Linked DNA regions of Mus musculus: region 1 is linked to region 2. Evidence: chromatin contacts called from public HiChIP or PLAC-seq data. All regions are on one chromosome and are shown on one strand. Each heading gives the region's core, a stretch centred on a gene start, on an enhancer-like site or on the middle of the called end of the contact. The rest is flanking DNA. Distances are from core to core; before and after follow the strand shown.

Region 1 (5,877 bases), core at 2,330-4,829, 1.6 Mb before region 2:
TTCCAGGGTCCTGAACTCAGTAAGTCTCCTAAGGCTGTTGGTTGTTTGACGAGCATAAATTAATCCTTTTTTCTACTCCTAGAGCCAGCTTTGCCTCATAACTTGGCCTCTCTTATGGTTTGAATATGAACTGTCCTTCTGAGGGTCATAACTGAACACTTGGTCCCCAGGTGGTGGCGTTTTGGGAGCTTCTGCAAACTTCAGTTGGGGCACACCCAGGGGTCTAGCTGACCTGGTGGGGACTGTCCTTAGGATCTTGGATTCAGTGCTTTCCTGTTTTCACCTTTTGCTTCCTGTCTGCCCTGAGGAGAGCATGCTCCCTCTGGCTGCTGCTATAGTGTCCTGCTTAAGCTCATGAAATGAAGAGATCACAGACCGAGAGAACCCTTTGATAGTGAAAGCTAAAACACTTAATGCCTTTAGTCACAGCTATCTGAAAGCAACTGCTCTGATTGCACCCCTCAGGGGTCACACTAGCCTAAACTCCCCTGGTGGTCTTGGTCACTCGATCCTGGCTACAGGTGACTGAGTTCCTAAGTGGAGCCAGTGGTGTGGCCATGAAGTGGTGCAGGCCTGACTCAGTGACCTTCGATGGTGCCAGTGGGCCTTGCAGCTTCCACTTGGGTCCAACAACTGCCTGTTCCTTCCTAAGCTCTCCCTTGGCCCCCTTTTGTTTTGGGGGGGAAGGGGACCCTGTTCTCTTTAGCACATTCTTGTTTATTTAGGCTCAGATTTCTCCTGGGCACCTGAAGGTCCTCTCCTAGGGAAAAGGAGCAGGCTCACCCCTGCTGCTCATGGGTGGTGATTGGTGGTGCCGTGGGCCTCCTGTCATGTGTCTGCGTGGCTGGCATGCTCTTCCTAGTCACAGAGCTCTTTACCCACAGGAGTGGGAGGGTGAAGGCAATGGTGTGCATTCATCTCCCACAGGTTAACTTGGCCACACTCGCGAGTTCTCATTACCCTTCTATGATGTGCCATGTCTCTTCCCCTCAGTTTTCCTACTCAGGAGGAGAGCTGAAGAGATGAAAATGAATGCCCCACAGGCAAAAGCCAGGATGCTATGCCTGGTCATCTCACCTCTAGGTTGCTTTCCCTGACTATCCTTCCCAGCCTTGTGGGTAAAGGTCCAACTCTGGGCCAGCCTGGAACCCTGTAGCAGCCCAGAAGATGGGATGGTCCAGCCTCAGCTAATAAGTAACTGAGAGGACCCAGCCTGGACCTGGCCCGACTCACCGTCTTCTCGTCGTCCTCGAAGATTTCACGGACCTCTTCATAAGAACAAATTTCTTCCATACACTCTCTTTCCAGATTTCCTTTCTTGAACTCTTCAAAAAATGAGTTTGCCCTCCGAGTCCTCGCCAGGACATTGTTGGCACGTTCCCGGTTAATAAACACTAGAAGACAGGGAAGGTGAAAGGCCCTCTCACCCAGTCTTCACACAGGCCTTTTCCCCTGCCTGGAATATTCTTCCACAGTGTGATGTTTAATCTCCATTGTCAGCCTGGGAGACTGAGACATGTCCGCGTGTGTTCATGAGGGCGTTTCCTGAGAGAACTAACTGAGGGGAAGGCTGCACCCTGAGTGGTGTGGGCAGCATTGCCACACAGCCTGGAAGCTTGAGGAGAAAGAGAAGTCCCCCAGATGGCCTCCCTTTCCTCTGCTGCCTGGTGGCCACAGCAGGAGCGGCTCCATCCTGTCACACCCTCTCTGCCATGACAGTCTAAGGCCTCTGAAATCATAAACCCTTAAGTTGTCCATGCCAGGGGACGCAAGAGTGGCTGGTGTGCCTATCCAGTTGCACGCATGGATAACTCTATTGCATGACCCTTCAGGAGGGCCAGCATCCTCACTAGCTTCACGCCCCCTCCCTTCCCCCTGTCTTGACGCTGGTCACAGTACCAGCCACTCTCTGATGTCATTTATCTCCTGGTCATCTTCTTTTGCCTCAGTGAGAATGTGCTTCTACAAAGGCATTTGGCCTGTCTGCCCAAGGCTGTTCCTAGGCCTGGAAAGAGCAGGTGCTTAAAGGTCCCTACCCAGGGAAAGAAGGTGACCGGCTGGGCTTCCAGCTCTCGCTCTTCGGACTAACCTCAGTCTCCATGAATGGCTTAGCTAGGACACTATGCTCACTCCTTAGATGGTCACACAGACCCACCATGCCACCAGCAGCCATAGGTTCTGATTTGAATAAAATCAAGTTTGGCAGCCCAGAACTAAAGTGTTATAACATGGTGAACACTGTCCACGGAACCCAGCAAGGACTCCAACTGTCCTGACTCGAGGGGTGGGAGGGTCCTGCTGCTCACTGTCGGCTGTGTGCTTTGTTACTGGAGGCCTTTGTCCAGTTCCCACATGTTGCTGCCCTCAAACATGTGGCTGTCTCTGTGGGGCTGACCTTGCCAGTGGCTTACTGACATCGACCCATCGACTGAGTGGTAGCAGGTTTCCCAGAGATGTTTTCCTCATTAAGGCCCCAGTACATGCGAGGTGCCCAGTGTTGCTGAGGCTTCTCCTTGTACTGGAGCAAGGCCAGCTCTGCACGAGCAGAGCCTGCTCTGGGCTAGCTAAAATAAGCCTTTTTGGGGAGGGGGGAACAGGCCTGGGAGCTGCTCACTGCCTGTACAGCTTTGCCTTGTGCAGTCTCTGGTCCAGCCGAGCTCCCCAAGCTCAGGGCCTTGGCTCCTGTGTCTTCTATGTCTGGGGTGGCTTTGTCTTGGTGTCATTTTCTCTGCCCTCCCCTCTCTCCTTATCATGGTTTCTCTCTCACTTTGTCTCCATTCCCTTCCTCTCCTTTCTCCGTTTCCTTTCATTCAAATCTCCATGTGCTCTGCATGGGTACTCGCAGCTGGCTCTATGTATACCTTTAGAAGCCAGCCTGTCGCTGGTCAGCGAACCAAGCATTTCACCCTCCCACCCTCCCACCCACTCTCACCCCCTCTCCCCGGGCCGCTCTTCACCGTGAAGGACTGGAGTACTTACCACCTTTCCCAGGGAGCAGGAGGCTGGCCAGGACAACACAGAGCAGGCTGAGTTGCACCGGGCTCCCCATGGTGTGGTCAAGGACGGCAGTGGCTGTGACAGGCATGGGGCAAGGTTCACTCACCCTGGGCCCCAGGTGGCCATGGGCCTTCTGCTTATCTCAGCCTTCTGATTGGAGCCCTGGGCCAGCAATGAGGTCAGGGGACTGGGGACTGTGGTGACCAGCCCCAGCCTTTCTAGGGGAGGCTACCCTTATCCAGAACTGCCAGGCAGGGCCTGCTTCCTGCAGAGAGCAACAATAGCATTTGATGGGGGGTTGCCTGGTTCTCCAATGCTCACCCCAGCCCTGCTGGCACTTACCCAGCTGGTAGAGGGGTCAGTCCCCCCTCCTTGTTTTAAGGAACAGAAGTTGAAACAGGCATGAGGCAAAGCATGGGTGTCAGGTCAGATGTGGGATTTGAATCCAAGCCCTCAATCTTCTGGCTGGGCCCTGCTGACTCCGGGCGGGCAGAGGTGTAGGTGTGAGGTTTATGTGTCTCTTGGACAATGGCTATATATTGTAGTCACGGAAACAGGCTGAGCTATTGGGGAACAGGAACCCTGAACTGTTGGTGTCTTGACACAAGGTCACTTCTCTCATACGTGACATCCAGGGAAGTCCACAGGGCCATGTGGCAATCATCAGGGTTGGGGGTGTGTTCTGCCCACCAGGCCTGCCACTCCCAGCCTTCCCGCAGGCCTGGAGGGTGGAGACTGTGTGAGTGGAGTCTTGGTGCTTGATGGCCGATGGCACTTCTGCAGAGCATGTGGCTCATACCTTGGGTCGGTTCTGCAGGGGAGTAGCCATTTCCCTTGGTCCTGAAAGAGGAGGCCAGGGAAGGGTAAGCCATCTGAGAGCTATAGATGTGGAAACAGCTCCTCTCACATGCTGTGGCCATTTGACTCTTCTGAGAGTGTGTGTGTACATGTAATTGGGGCTACAGGCCCATGCTCCGGTGTCCCTAGAGAACTGCAGGAGCAGTCCCAGCAGCAACAACAACAAAACTCCCTAACTTTGGCCTGTGAGGAGGCAGTGCTCACCCTGACTCCACCTTCTACATGCTGAGCCCTTCCTCCTTCAAAGCTTCATCTGGCAGAGCTATTTTTGAGTCTGCGGAGCATGCGCACCATGCCTGCTAATTAGTGAGCAGCAATAGGCTTCTCATGCTCACTGTACTGGAGTTTGGTTAGGCAATGGCTCATGACTGTGGCTGCATGCACGTAGCCAGAGAGTACGGTGATGACACTTGGCTTATCACTGTTACCAGTGCTGAGAGGGCCTTGGCGTGCTGTGGGTACCTGACAAACACACACACCCGTGACATCAGATGTTGAGGCTGATGCTGGCATCTCACCAGGAGGGAAGTCACTGTCATTTCCTAGGCTGTGGCAGACATAACAGAACTTGGGAAATGTGCGCGGTGCTCTGGTGGCTGTTGGCAGGAGTCTGGTGCCTGATCGCTGCCCTGCCTGATGATGCCCGTGTACTGTGTCACTGAGCCTACACTGAGTCTGTGAGGTACTCACAGCAGACCTGTGGTCTGGGACTAGGGACAAACACTAAAGCTGGCTTGAGGGGGTCCTCCCTTTGTCGCCTCCCCTCTCTATGGCCCCACCCCCAGAAAGGACATGCTGACTGGAGAATAAGCACAACCCATACTGAGCACGTCAGTCTTCAGGGAGCTAGATTCTCAGTAAGGCCTCCCAAGGGCCCTTGGTGGCAACTCAGATTGGCTCTGTGAGATGGATGCCTGCCTACCTACTAGTGATTGGGGAAACTAAGGCCATGACGCACTTGATCAAGCCCTCTCAGCTTACTCTTTGACTCTAGTCCACCTTCCCCTTCCTTTTCCCAGGAAGAGCAGCCCCGCCGATGTGTATGTGACTTGACATCAGAGGCTCCACTCAGGGACTTAAGGACAACCCAGGGTAACAGCAGGTATCCCCAAGGTGTGCTGAAATCAGCCGGTCCCTGCCAGGGGGAAACAGTCCATGGCAGGGGTGCACACTGTACTTCAGAAACACTCCCTTAGGCAACCCGGAAGCATGACCCTACACGTGGAGACCATGTTTCTCATTTAATTGAAACCAAGACAGGGTGCTCACAGGAAGCACAAGTGAGCAACAGTGCCAATGATGGACACACAGGCACGCACATGCATGCGGCACATTCACGTGTCCTACGTGCTCATGTGCATACCTACTGTGTAGTACTGCAGACCGAATGCATGCAGACAGGAGGCAGCTACGGGGAGACGGGAGCAAGGCCTGAGCCTCGCCTCCCTCAGGGACACCCTGCCCCTCAGCTGCCTGACTGTGACTGCACTGCCCAGCCCCTCTTGAGTTTCTTTGTGAGTCTCTAACTTAGACTCTTCCCCCGGCCCTGCTTTCTGTTTCCCCTTTCCCAGCCTCTCTCATTTACCTCCCCCTCTGCTTTCTTCACTCTCTCTTTATCTCATTCTCTTCCCTTACACAAGAATAGCAGGAAAGTCCATAGAACAGCTTCACAGGCCGTAGCTTCCTTCTTGGGACGGGTTGGGCTATCCAAGGAGCTACAGTAGTGGGAGTCGGAAAACCCCAACCTGGAGCTTGGAGTCCATGTGTCTGACCAGCCAGTCTATGTACTGGGAGACCCTGGTGTACACCCCAATGTGACCAATAGCTGCACAGCCCTCCCCCCAGCTGACCACACCTGTCAGATACCATGTGCCATGGTAGTGCGTGGCATGTGGGCCACCGCTGTCACCCTTGCAGGCGTCCTTGGTACCATCCATGTAGCCAGCGCAGAACATGTTCTCTGTGATTTTGGGGGTGTTAGAGCTGTGCTTGGCGTGCTCCAGACAGTCCTGGGTCATCAGC
Region 2 (5,851 bases), core at 1,690-4,189:
GTGGTTGCTGGGATTTGAACTCAAGACCTTCGGAAGAACAGTCAGTGCTCTTAACCGCTGAGCCATCTCGCCAGCCCCTCAGCTTGCTTTCTTATTCAACCCAAGACTACCAGCCCAGAGATGGTACCACCCACAAGGGGCCCTCCCACCCTTGATCACTAATTGATCATGAGAGCCTTACAGCTGGATCTCATGGAGGCATTTCCCCAACTGAAGCTCCTTTCTCTGATATAACTCCAGCCTGTGTCAAGTTGAAACACAAAACCGTCCAGTACATATCCTAATGTTATATTTTAATATGATAATCAGTTCTTGTAAACTGCTCAAATACTTAGTGAATGTGCTTTGCAGTGGTCTTGCTAGAGCACAGCCCTCCCGCAGCTTAAATGACAAGTGACTGAATGCCCAAACCTCTGTCAAGTTCTCTTTCCCAAGAAACGGCTGAATCGGTGCCCCAGGGACAGTACTGGTGGGGAAATGCTTGTATGCTTCTCACAGGGCTTTGTAAGTTGCAGAAGGGAGTTCTCCCAGTCTCAAAGACCTTAGCGTCCTGGGATGTCTGCAGAGTGATGTGCCCCTATATAGAGGCTCTTCTGAATAATGCATTTCAAGAGTCCCTTCTAGACTCTTCTTAATGTGGTTCATTCTTGTGGTCCAGTCTTGGCTTTGAAGCAAGTTAAAACTTGTTTGAAGCTGACTTTAGCTTCCTGCTTTAATGAGCAGGCTTCGCAAGAGATTGGCTTTTTATTTGTTAATCTCCTCTGAGAATCAGTGGCCAGCAGGCCACACGGTGCCTATTGAAGGAAAAGGGGATCTGGAGGGCGGCCCTGTGAGGGCTTTTGTCTCCCAGCTCAACCTGTTATATAAGTGTATTTTTCCTGGGTGTCAAAGAACCTCTCTTGTCTTTGCATTATTTGGTGTTACTGGGTTTCCCTCAGTAAATTCTTGCTTGAACACACATGGTTCAGGTGACACAGATGAGCTTCCTGACAATAGGCTAATTTGTTTCACTGTGACACACAACCTGCTTCTGGGTGTACACCCTGCCTTCTGTAGTCAGGATGTTTAGAAGAGACTTCATCTCTTCACATGCTGGCTTTGGGTGACCATGGCAGGACATCTCTGATTCAGCTTAGCTGTTCCCACAGCGTGGTAAACTCAGTCCTCGTGAGTCGGATTCACATTTCATCTCTAGTGTATACAGCGTCATGCCTTGCTTCTTGTCTTGTTCACTTCTGTCCCTGTCACCCGTGAGGAAGCTACAGCTAGTGGAGGAGTCCACAATTTTATTTTCTCAAAGATTTGTTTACTTTATATATATGAGTACACTGTCACGGTCTTCAGACACACCAGAAGAGGGCATCAGATATCATTACAGATGGCTGTGAGTCACCATGTGGTTGTTGGGAAATGAACTCAGGACCTCTGGGAGAGCAGAGGATGCTCTTAACCACTGAGCTGTCTCTCCAGTCCCATGCTTTTCATTCTTTAAGCTTCTCTGGCTTTGTGGATTTGCCTGATCCGTTATTTCCTGAGATTGTGACAGACCAACCTTCTCTTCTTTTATCTCACACACACACACACACACACACACACACACACACTCTCTCTCTCTCTCTCTTGCATGTGCTGTATGGTTGTGTGAGGATGACGTGGGGTGTCTTCCCCAGCTATCACCTTCTTTAGACTTTGAGGCAGGGTCTCTCACTGAACCTGAGGCTCATAAGTTTAGCTAGACAGACTGGCCCCAGGGATCAGCCTATCTTTGTTCTCAGTGCCAGGGTCACAGGAGCACATTGCCATACATCGCTTTATCATCTGGGTTTTAGGTCATCCAAACTCAGGTCTTACTGCTTGTGAGCAAGCACTTCACTGACAGAGCCACTTCTGAGGCCACCAGCCTTCTTTTCCTGACATCTGTTTCCTCAACATTTCAGATTAGGACCCGAGGTTGACAGTGTACATGGTATGAGGATCAGGGACCTGAACTCTGACTGTAACCTTCCCTACTGCCTATGTGGCCATGGCTCCTGTGATCATAGCCCAGCTCTGTTTCACTGGCTTTAATGCCCTAGGTCCTATGGTGGCCACCTTGGCGCTTACTGTTCAGTTCAGTACGGGCCAGCTGCATCCTCACAGGCCTCAGGGCAGCTTCTGTCCCTACCATGCAGCTGGAGGCTAGTTTTGACCTGTAGGTCCTTAGTCTCTTGCACAGCTGTTCAGGGTTACACCTCTTCATCCTTGTGTTTGTCCGGAGTGATAAAGAAACCAGGCTTGGCTCTTTATTTCTCAAGAAGTCAGAAGGGAGGGCAAAGGTCGTTCTTTCTAGTTTGGATCCGGTTTAAGGTTGAGAAACAAAGTCACATGCTGATGTCTCTGGGAATCTCTGTACTTGGTTAAGTCCTGTGCTCAGGAAGTGAGTGGCTTTGCTGAGCTGGTTCAGGAGTAGCATTCGGGTTTTTGTGACGCAAGTCCAGTGTCATGTGTTCCATTCTTACCAATTTCTCTTCCTTCACTGAAGTTTGTGATTGGCTTGTCTTGGTTTTGAAGGTGGGACAAGGGATGGCTGGCCTGGATGGAAGGAACACCCCTTGCCCGTCTCACCCCTGTGCACGGAGGAAAAGGAAGTATGATTGTCGATGGGTTCATGGTTTCTGACTTCCTGATGAGGGTGAAAGGTGGCGGCCTCCAGTCTAGGCCCGAGTAGCCCAGGGCTGCTTTAGGGAGTTTCACACTGTCTGTGGCTTACCACAATAGAAACTGATTCTCTTGAAATTCTGGAGTTGGATGTCTGAAGTCCAGGTGCTGGTGGCTGGCTTCACCACAGAGCAAAAACCAAATGTCTCCCTCCTCTGGGGGATCTTCACGGTCCTGTCCCCGAGGCCTCACTATTCCTCTATGTGTCTGACCCTCCTCTTCTTGCAGAGCCATGACTCACAGCCTGCTGAGCACTGGGCACTGTCCAGTGTGATGTGGTGAGCTTAGCTAATCATCTCCCCCAGAGAAGGTCACAGACACAGGGTGGAAATGAGAACTTGAGTTATCTTTTAGGAGCATAGTTGAAGCTACATTAGTGACCGTAGTGTAAATTTATCTATTTTTGGACATGAGTGGTGGTGGTTTGACCTTCTGCTCACCTTTCAAGGTGGAAGTGAAAGCCAGGATTCTGTGTAAGGCTTCTGAGAAGGTGTACTGTCTTAGGTGCCACTTGCCATCTGGGGCTGAGAACAGGGCATGGGGCAGGGTTTCCTGGCTATCCGTAGAGTCTTAGTTGCCCATGACAAGTGGAAAGAAGGACTGTGAGGCTGGGACAGGCAAGACAGATTCCAGGGGACTGGGATTGCTGGCATCTGTGGCCTGGCTTGTGATGAGGAAAGGGGAAAAGATACAGGCTTGATTGGCACCTGACTGAGGGTTGGGAGGACTGAAGATGCTGGTGCCATTTTCTCCTTCCTAGCCTCCTTCCTGTGAGGCTGGAGCACACCCTGGTTCTGGGAACTGGGCACACAGGTGCATTTGGCCTCTGCCTCAGAGAATTTAAGTCCATCTTCTCTGCCTAAACACAGCCATGGTCACGTGTGAACTGAACAGTGGTGGTGTCACACGGAGTAAAATACACTCTGGTTTAGAAGTGGTGGCACAATAGCTTTCTGTGGACTGTATATTGAAGTAAAGATAAAAAATTATGTGGGTCAGCTGGGCAGTGGTGGCACAAGCCTTTAATCCCAGCCCTTGGGAGGCAGAAGCAGGCAGATTTCTGAGTTCAAGGCCAGTCTGGTCTACAGAGTGAGTTCCAGGACAGCCAGGGCTACACAGAGAAACCCTGTGTCAAAAAATGTGTTTTGTGTGTGTTCGTATGTGTGCACATGCATGTATGTGCACTGCATATGTATATAGATGCCAGAGGTCAACGACATCTTGCCATTCCCCAAGATGTCGTTCACCTTGTTTTTGAGACAGGGACTCTTCACTGACTTGGGACTTGCTGAGTTGGCTAGGCTGCTGCCAACATCCTCCTGTCTTCGCCAGCACACCCTGGCTTTATACCTGAGCTCTGGGATGGGACTCAGGCCTCATGTTTGTACAGTAAGCACTTTGCTGGCTGAGCCATCATCCCCAGCTCTACCCTTTTAAACTTAAGTGTGGCAGTCAGCAACTATTGTATGGGGTTGGGGTAGCTTTGTTGTTGTTGTTGGATGGTGCTGGCCATCCAGTGATTAAAAATAATAGGAACCATTTAAAAACCATTCATTGCTTCCCATGTTTAACCACAGCGTGCAGGAAGGAATGAGCAAGTGTTAATTATGGAGGCTGAAATGGTCAGAGGAGCCTGGAGATGGAGGGGACGGAGAGACGGTGGAGAGCATTAGGTCCTGCTGGGGAAGTGGAGGGTTAGGCTGTAAAGGGCAATGGGACAGGGGTGGGGAGGAGTGGAGGGAGGGTTAGGCTACAAAGGGATAGTGGGGGAAGTTTGAGGCTAGGCTGGAAAGGAGCAATGGGGAGTGGGTATTGGATGCCAGGTGAGAGATGCAGCCATTGGCCTTGGAGTGGGGGTTCACGGAGTGACACAGGGGGTCATGGGGGGGGGTTGTTGAGTGATTTGGCTGTGTCATATCCACATGGCCTTTGGGACTCACAGGCCTCGTGCTGAGAGTGAGCTGCTTACCTGGAAAGGCCCTCTGGGTAGAAAGTGATGGATTGAGGCCTGGAACCAGGGCTGCCTCCCAGCCCGGGAACCTGCTGATCTGGTTCCTGTGCAGATGGCCTGGAGGTCTGGTTTTGATGGTTTCCTGGTGACTGTCCTGCAGGCAGTGCTGAGACAAGGCCACCAAGGACCTGCCTGTGTCTGCCTGACATCAGTGATCTGGCACCCAGCCCCAGCTGAAAGCTACCTCCCAGATGACAGCAGGGCAGAAAAAGCTGAGATTCCTGCTGTTGGTGACTTGGAGAGCATTGGGCTCTGGAGACAACTGTGACAGAGACCACAGATGAGTGGAATCAAGCTGCAGAGGCTGGGGGACTGAATTAGTGACCAACCTTCCTAACGCCAGGACCCTTTAACAGTTTCTCGTGTTGCGGTGTCCTACAACCATAAAATCATCTTCGTTGCTATTTCATGTTACTACTGCTGTGAATCATAATGTAAATGAAATCTCTGTGTTTTTTCCAATGGTCTTAGATGACCCCTGTGAAAGGGCCATTTGGCTTCCAAAAGAATTGTAACCAACAGGTTGAGAACTGCTGGTGTAGACCAGCGGCTGAGTCACTCCAGTCTTTGTCTCCAGGGTCATGGGGTCTTCTCTTCTGTGTGTGTCTTCTGTGGGCACTTGTAATAGGATTTAGGGCTGTTGGGATAATTCAGAAAACTTTTTAGACCCTAGCTTTATTTCCCAATTAGATTCTATACATGGGTTCTAGGGATGAGGGTGGGGACATGTCTTTGGATTTATGATATAGAAAATTCCCTTTCTTGGGACATATGCTTAAAGGATAAGAAAGGAGGAGGAAGCCACTGAAAAAGGCAGAAAAAATAGCTTGGATTTTAGATTTCTTGTTCTATTTCCATTACCCCAGACCCCTTTATCTGTGAAGTGTAGTCCCAGACTTGAGGCTGGCTGCTGATTCTGTGAGCCCTGCCTTCTCCTCTGGGCCCTCTTAGTGAACTCTGAAGGCGGAACTGGTGTTGGACAGCTGCCAGGCCGGTGGCTCCTCATACTTTGAAAGCTGAGGGGGGTCTGTGTGTGCTGCAGGGGATTTCCAGTAGAAACTACCAGCTAGGTCAGCAGGTCAGGAAGAGACTGCCAATGGGGAAGTGGTCAGTGGAGGGGTATTGCTGTGAAGGGACACAATG

What was found. HiChIP or PLAC-seq counts read pairs in DNA pulled down with a chosen protein or histone mark.
Region 1: a contact with region 2 is called in an H3K27ac HiChIP or PLAC-seq map of bone marrow-derived dendritic cells, with 8 times the contacts expected there. The contact joins the promoter of F10 here to the enhancer-like site in region 2. A contact is called at or near these places in 3 of 39 promoter capture datasets (liver and stem cell-derived epiblast-like cells) and 1 of 115 datasets of contacts at active chromatin or transcription factors (bone marrow-derived dendritic cells).

What each region holds. Positions count from the first base shown.
Region 1 is chr8:13,035,010-13,040,886 of GRCm38.p6, reverse strand. F10 (coagulation factor X) reads right to left here and starts at 3,579. Exons shown (of 9, transcript NM_007972.4): 1 at 3,340-3,579; 2 at 2,980-3,072; 3 at 1,234-1,394. The coding sequence starts at 3,049. It overlaps F7 (coagulation factor VII), which reads right to left. Exons shown (of 8, transcript NM_010172.4): 8 at 5,082-5,877. The coding sequence ends at 5,571.
Region 2 is chr8:11,461,014-11,466,864 of GRCm38.p6, reverse strand. All of the region lies in intron 1 of Rab20 (RAB20, member RAS oncogene family), which reads left to right. Among named protein-coding and RNA genes, the nearest start is that of E230013L22Rik, 14 kb to the left of the region's middle. Within about 2 kb of position 2,939, at least 174 of the 459 cell types and tissues checked have an H3K27ac peak or open chromatin away from gene starts, as enhancers often do. A contact at or near this core is called in bone marrow-derived dendritic cells and liver, where this site is marked.